Linked DNA regions of Danio rerio: region 1 is linked to region 2. The links are chromatin contacts, called in public Micro-C maps. All regions are on one chromosome and are shown on one strand. The core of a region is the stretch at or near the end of the contact, and the rest is flanking DNA. Distances in the headings are between cores, read along the strand shown.

Region 1 (4,040 bases), core at 198-2,697, 46 kb before region 2:
ATACCCTGAATTTTAAATGAGGTAATAACATTGTTTATTTGAAATTAAAACAAAATGTCAAGCTTTCGATTTATCTACACTGCATAAAATAACCAGAAACTATTAATTTCTGATTGTTGTGACTTAAATTCTATTATTCTATTAAATAATAATAATAATACATTTTATCATTATTATTGTTATTTATGTTTTTAATTGCACCATGGACCTTGATCTTTCCTCCATCAACTTTTGATGTTGAAAATTTTGAAAAAAAAAAGTGGCTTTCATTGACATGTTTTATTTTTTAGTTTGATGTGATATATTTGCTAATTTGGTGTTGTAAAAACCCGGTAATAAACTGGCAGTACTTTTTCTGTTATTTTACAGACTTAATTTTCAACATATTATTTATTATACAATATATAGTGGTGACGCGGTGGTGCAGCGTGTAGCACGTTCGCCTCACAGCAAGAAGGTCGCTGATTTGAGCCTCAACTGGGCCAGCTGGCATTTCTGTGTGAAGTTTGCATCTTCTTCTCATGTTCACGTGGGTTTCCTCCGGGTGCTCCGGTTTCCCCCACAGTCCAAAAACATGTGGTAAAGGTGAATTGGGCTAAAATTGACCGTAGTGTAATAGTGTGTGTGAATGTCTCCCAGTTATGGGTTGCAGCTGGAAGGCCATCTGCTGTGTAAAACATATGCTGGATAAGTTGGTGGGTAATTCCACAGTGGGGACCCCATATTAAAAAGGGGCTAAGCCAAAAAGAGAATGAATGAATTAATAATATATAGTTCCAAACCACTAAAACTTTAGTAATATTCACTTTGATAAAATTCACAGTTGAACTTTAATCACCAAAGTCGACAGAGCAGAGGTCAACATTCAGTAATACCTTTCACAATAAATACCAGACCAGCTAATTAACAGATTTTTTTTTTTACAGTGTATCCACTTGCTGTGAAGTGAAGAAACAAAAATATTGTACATTATCATCTAATATTTCAGTAGTGCTCAGGCCCGTGCAGAGACTGTCCAAAGGGCATGTGCAGGATAATTTTTTATTTATTTATTTATTTGGCGCGCGCGTTCTGATCACTGGTGTTGTCGCGTGCCTAACGAAGGGCGGGAGGGGGTGTGTCGCGGGGACACTTTTGATCATTTTGGAAGGGCACTTTCTATCCAAGACTAAAAAGGGCATGTGCACTGCACAGGTTGAGCTCTATGTGTGCACATGCCTGGTAGTGCTACTATTCTCATAGTAAAAACACAAGAAATGTGCTCTGTGTTCTGAGGAGCAAACTGATCTGTGTTACGTTCCTACTGTACACAAAGTGTTAAACACAAACTGCACAAAGACAAATAAACTATGTGGCATTCATTTTCACTACTGCTTTTATTGGTGAGAGAACTTTTTGTTTCTAATGACAGAGAAGTGACAGCTTTTCCTCGTAAAACACACCCTTTCTAAGCACTCAGGGTTGGTCTGTGGGCCTTCTTTGTACAGTTAAGACCTGCAGAGCAACAGCCTCCCTCTGTATGAAAGGAGAGAGTTTCTCATGAGAGAATTTGTAATGATTAAATTTAATAGAACATGTTAAAACATAGTAGTAGTGCTAAAAAAGTAAAAAAATAAATGAATAAACAAACCGAATATTTAACTATCAACATTCTAGTGTTCATTTTTAGCAACCTAGTTTCTAACTCTAATATGTCTGAGTGTATCTCTCTCTCTCTCTATGACCCTGAAGAAGCGGGAAAGTCCCTGAAACGAGAGGCTGCTGCTATTCCTTTCATCTGAAATATCCCTTCATCTCCTCACCCATGAACAGCACTACTTCAGGCTTTCATAATACATGTCATTCATCTGATCTGAATGTGCCAGCTACATTCAAATACTCACTGTGGAGTCAACACAACACAAAAATATGAAAAGAAACCATCTTGTAAAGTAGTATTACCTAATATATATTGACATATATACAAATATTCATATGCATACGTATACAAATAATTCATTTACCAACGCATATATGCTAAGATGTTTTATTTATTTATTATTAACATATACAGGGTGGGCCTCCAAAACACCCCAAAGTGTTTGAATAATATTTAGATCTGGTGATCGTGTAGGCCATTGGAGATATTCAACTTCTGGGCTGCGCAAATCTAGCATAAGTACTCGGCCAAGAAAATGCCATGATATTGCAGCTCAAACCATTACTTATCCACCCCCATGCTTCACTCTGGGCATGCAGCAATTTGGGTGGTATGCTTCTTTGGGGCTTCTCCACACCGTAACTCACCCGGATGAGGGAAAGACAGTTAAAAGTCGACAGTACATGTTTTACACTGTCCACACCCCAAGATTTTCACTGCTAGCACCAATGTTTTTCATCGGTACAAGTGACCAAATTTTGTCGATGCATATTGATGATGAAAACCCTTTGTTGACTTTGTTCAGGGAGAAAAAAAAAAAGATAAACCCTGGCTTATGAAAAAAAAAAAAAAAAAGCGGCCAGACATGGTGAAAAATATGTGCGTTAGTCCAATGCAGGAAAAGAAATGGCACACATTGCGTTTTCCATGTGGTTTTAGAAACGGTATGTGAATAGCCCCATAAAGAGTTATAAATATAATAATCTAGGGTTGGGTGATGTTGACCAATTTGGCATCGTACGATGTCTAATGGAAAACAATGCGATGGACGACATCGTCGTTGTAGGCGGGGGGTGCAGGTCGTTGTTAAATATAAATTCATTTCACAACACATTAATTAATTGTAGCCAACCGTTTTCACTACCTGACCCACAAGGTGTTTGCTTCATCCATAACCAAACCATAAAAGTTACACACAAATTACCACCTGTTAATCATATATAATCATGTAATATATATACACACACACACACACACACACATACACACATTGGGATTTGAAGATGAGTTTTATAGCTGTTTACCAGAGACAAATGTACCAAAATGTAAATGAAAAGCTAGACAAAAGGCAAAAACTGGTCAGGTGTAAACAGGGCCTATGCCACAAACAATTAAGGCAGTTGCAGAGCCAAAAGACAGTCCAACCCAGTATAATAGTTTCCTATGGCAGGCTTTACAAGGTTAATAAGTATTTTAGATAGTAAGTTTAAATGGAACCTCAATGTAAAGTGCTACCATATGTTCTCTTGTGCATCTTGTGAGTTGTACACCATGGCAAACTCTCATGATAGACATGAATAGCAGTTCTCCAATATACTGTAGACAACAGTTCCTCCACTGATGTCTAAGAAATTCACTTGGCATCATTGCCTGATTGTTACATCATTACTAAAGCAACTGATGCAAACAAACCTGATGCAGATTTTCTAACAAACTAATCTGATATCGTCATGTGAAAAAAGTATAGTTGTGCATGTGGGAATGTAGACTGTTGTAGTCCTCGTTTTCGCTGGTGATACAATCACCATTATCTGTCAACAAACTGCATCACCTGACCTCCCATCCAAGTGTAGGCTCTGCACTTTTCTAATCAAAGCTACCGGACTACAGCCGCACATGTGCCAAGAACTGTGCTGTGGATTGAAGCTATTATTATTGTAAATAATGTTAAATTTATTACAATTACCAATTGTTATGCTTCACAAGACCCTAGTGTCATCAGGGGCTATGGCCATTAATTTGGACTTTTATTGCATGTGTTTATTTTTACTCTAAAAACCTGTCACCATTCACTGCCATTATATGAATCACCAAGAACCACGGACTCAGTAAAATTTCTTCTTGATTGTTCTACTGAACAAAAAAATGACCTACATCTTGGATGATCTGTGGGTGAGTAAATTAACAGGAAATGTTCACTTTTGTGTAAACTATCCCTTTAATTATTAATTACATAACTAAAATTGTAATTAACTTACTTTTCTTATTACTGTGTCTAAAAAGTAATTGAAACATGCAAGTAATCTAATTACAAACATGCTACTTAAAATCTTCAAGAATCTTAAAGAATGGCTTTAAAAGTTGAACTTTTAGTTCTGTAACAGAATTAAACATGGTCTTT
Region 2 (4,062 bases), core at 1,209-3,708:
AGTTGGCAGTTCATTCCGCTGTGGCGACCCAAGAATAATAAAGGGACTAAGTTGAAAAGAAAAGAAATAAATGAAGAGAGCAGAAGTCAATGATTTATTTTAACCATTTACCCTGACACGTTTCCTAAAATATAATATTTTGTGTGGAGAAAAAAAAAAAAGATGTATTTTTGTTTTGCCCAGACACGTAAAAAGTGCTTATTTTAGAGCATTGATCACAATACTATGATAGCATGAAACATGGTATTTTTATCCAAGGTTATCATGCCTTCAGAATCGTATACCTAGATGTTACTAGTAAACATAAAAAGGTAACTTAACTACTTGTTATTTATTAAAATATGTAAAGGGAACTATGCCTATAGAGTTGTGTTAATAACTAAATATTTACTGTTTCAGCTATTTTGAAAATATTGTGTGCAGTAATTTCTTTCGTGGAATTTTAAATGTCCTTATATCAGCTAGTGGCTATTTTTAAGACCCATTTTCATGTTTTCTAACTACAAATCACAATGTTTATTCAACTTGTACCTCTATTGAACTGTTGCTTGTAAAACTAAAACCAATTGGTATCTTAAAGAGCTATTTGTACATAATTTAACCCATAAAACTCACTTCTATGGTTTAAATCAGGGCACACCAATCTCGATCCTGGAGGGCCGGTGTCCCTGCAGGGTTTAGCTCTAACTTGCTTCAACACATCTGCCTGGGTGATTTAAGGTTACCTAGTAAGACCTTGATTAGCTTGTTCAGGTTTGTTTGATTAGGGTTGGAGCTAAAATCTGCAGGACACCAGCCCTCCAGAAACAAGTTTGGTGCCCACTGGTCTAAATTAATGTATTGAGGTTGCTTCAGCAATTGTTAAGTTACACACTTCAGTAAAATCACTTCAGTAAAACATCTGTGGGTTACAATTTTTTTTTCAGTTTAGCAGAATGGGTGCCTGACTGAATACCAACTAGTCATTATTAAAAAGTATCTAATTCAATATATAATTATTTATTACCAAAAAAAAAAAAAAAAAGACTTATACGTGCTAGTCTTAAGTAATAATAATAACAACAACAACAACATGATTACAAGAGGCAGGCTGGTTAATAAATATGTTATAACCATATATACTGTTTTAATTATTTTGTAAATATTGTTTAAAATAAATTTCATTGAAAGCCATTTAAACAGCATCCTATCATCCAGTGGCCATGGAAAAGCCCATCTGGAGGTTTCTCTGGATGGAGGTCCTGCCTGATGACAGTGCTGTGTGGAGGGGTTTCCTCCTGCTCTCTCCTGCCAAGCGTTTATTGGTGGAACAGCAGGAATTCCATGAGGATGTCCTGACCTTCATCACTTTCACAGGCAGACACACAGGCGGAGGATCGAATTGCATTCTCTAGAATCTTCCACATAAGTGATGCGAGTCTATCAGATCCATAACACCAGAACCTACGGTACCGTGACGTGACAACATTTCCCTCATCAACCGAGCATCTACGCGTTTTCTGAAGGCATAGCCCTTGCTAAAACATGCAGCCTCTAAAGAAGACGATGCGTTGATCGATTTGTTATGATTGAGTGGGTCTTACCTGTGGGAGCAACAGCTGCTGGGTCAGGAGTGACTCGGTTCGCCAGATGACTCGTGAGTGAACTCTCCAAACCCAATACCGCAGAGATGACGAGACCACGCAGCAACAGAACCGCTGCCGCCGACAAGAAAGTCATTGTGTGCAAAAAAAGCTTTCAACCAACAATGAATCAATAAATAAACAAACAGAGACCACACAGTGTTTTCACCCTGCGGATTGTCAAACAATCACAAGTGTGATTTCAACAGTAGTTACACAGAAAGCAGCGAAATGAAAACAACACAAACCGATATCCAACCTGTGTTACTAAAACAAAAGGTAAAGTAGCCCCAAAAAAGAAGTAATCCAACCTAAAAAAACGAGCTAAAAATGCATCCAGACTGTCCAAGACGTCAAAAGAAGATCGCGAGGTAAAACTCCATCCAAAAGAGATGGTCAACTCTTCTAATATGACACATTGAAATAGACATCAGAGCATTCAGACATCAGACACCGAACTGGCTTGGATGATCTGCCTGTATCCCACTTTAGGATCCAAACAGACACGACAAGGAATCCCCTGTCTTAAATCAACACCCACGGGAGATGAAAACACGCATTTTCCTGCTACAGATCGAGCCAATATCCCAATTCTACACTGGAAGTCTGTTACATCCACAGGAGCCGGCGAATATCCAGCATAGTAAACGCCTCTGAGAGCGAAAGTGTCAGATCCCAATGTGCCGTTTAATCCGAATCCAGCGGGACCGTCCGAAATACACGCGTGTGCCGTTCATGTCCAAATATCAAGCGAGTTGAAATGTCAAGTCCGCATATCTGCGCCTGACACGAGGGCTCAGGTCTGCCCCAGTGTTTTGCTAGTTGATGCAGAAACTAAATTCAGGGGGCGGAAGTCCGTATGCAAATCATTTGACAACAGGACGCCGCCGGCTGTTTGATTCCGGCGTTCTCGCCTTAAACTCTCATATGACTCAAAAGGCAGTAGCCGGTGCTTGGAGTGAATGGGGCTGTGCGGCAACAATGAGCGGTGTGTGCTTGCCTTCACTATCGGTATGCACAAAGAAAAGCACTAAAGTTCCTCGGGAATGCTGGCGCCACCCGGATACAGCCCGCGCTATTGTTCATCACTTCCCACTTTTATTTCTCCCATCGCGGACACGCACTAATTTACAGTCAGGAAATCTTCCAAGTTTTCCTCCTCGCCGTGGCCTGTGATTGGCTGAACGGTCCCAACATGGCAGAATCCTATTGGCTGAGGGCGGGAGAAAGACGTGAGCTTTGAAAAGACAGACCGCGGTCTGGAGCAGGCAGGAAATAATAGCCGCTCTCTTTGGGTTCTGGGATGATCTTCACCTGGAATATTTTACAGGTGAAGCATTACAGGGAGTTTTCCCGACAAATGTGGACGTGGTTTACCAGTTGCAAGTTTATTGTAATTATACATTTCTTTAAATCACATTTTTCTTTATATAATATGGCATGAGATACAGTATAGGCCTATTCCAAGAGCAAATTTAGGATTTTCAAAAAAGTGTGTGTGTGTGTGTGTGTGTTTGTGTGTGTGTACACATACTTAAATATTAATACACTTATATTGCATTGTATACACTTATTTGTGTATTGACTAATATGGTAGGGTTGTATACTAATCTAGCAGTATTCCACGGTTGCATAGACAGGCATAGCCATTTGAGTTGTCAATGTTTTCGTAAAAAAATTTAAAGGGGATTGAGGCGATAATTTAGTTTTAGCTTCAAAAAATCAACATGAGCTAATCGCGAAAGTTTTAGTGGGGTGAGTAGTAATAAGGGGGGTTAAAGCCCCCCTAAAAGTGGCCTGATGACACCCATGACCTACTTTAAATATATTAGGGATAGTTCACCACAAAATTAAAATCCAAAAATCAATTTGCAATTCTTCAATGTATCTTCTTTTGTGTTAACAAATCTAACTTGTATGGAACAAGTAGGGTAAAGGGTGAGTAAATGCCTTCAATATTTTTGAGTGAACTATCCCTTTAAATTGGATATTAAATCATTAAAATATATTTAAAAAATAAATAAACAATAAACAGAGTCAGAGCCGGAGTGGGACTCCCTTTTAGCTCTGGAGTTTCAAGCCTTAGACCAGCCCACCTCAGTCAACAACGACTGACAATATTAAAATAACGTTATTTCCAATTCAGTTTCTAATGACACTAACACGTCTTTTTCAAGGACACAGCTGCTTCAAACATTTTTTCATAAATATGAGAACATTAATTCTTTATAGATTTCCAGTCCTTTGTAACGGTCGTCACACACACACACAAAAATATGTACCCCTACATAAGTAACCCAAACAGTATTATATGTCTTAACACTAAAAATGAAAAAAAAAAAAAAATTATCCTGGTGAGGGTCGAACTCAGATCGGCGGCTTTGTAACGCAACATGCTAACCACTAGACCAAGATATCATTGTTAAGATGATGTGTTCAG

What was found. A called contact is a pair of places that touch in the nucleus more often than the background predicts.
Region 1: a contact with region 2 is called in a Micro-C map of caudal fin, with 8 times the contacts expected there. The contact joins the enhancer-like site here to the promoter of stim2b in region 2. A contact is called at or near these places in 2 of 18 Hi-C or Micro-C datasets (caudal fin and an unstated tissue).

Annotation. Positions count from the first base shown.
Region 1 is chr7:65,412,783-65,416,822 of GRCz12tu, reverse strand. All of the region lies in intron 1 of stim2b (stromal interaction molecule 2b), which reads right to left. Among named protein-coding and RNA genes, the nearest start is that of stim2b, 45 kb to the right of the region's middle. Within about 2 kb of position 1,447, at least 6 of the 62 cell types and tissues checked have an H3K27ac peak or open chromatin away from gene starts, as enhancers often do. A contact at or near this core is called in caudal fin, where this site is marked.
Region 2 is chr7:65,368,196-65,372,257 of GRCz12tu, reverse strand. It overlaps stim2b (stromal interaction molecule 2b), which reads right to left and starts at 2,458. Exons shown (of 12, transcript NM_001435951.1): 1 at 1,584-2,458. The coding sequence starts at 1,719.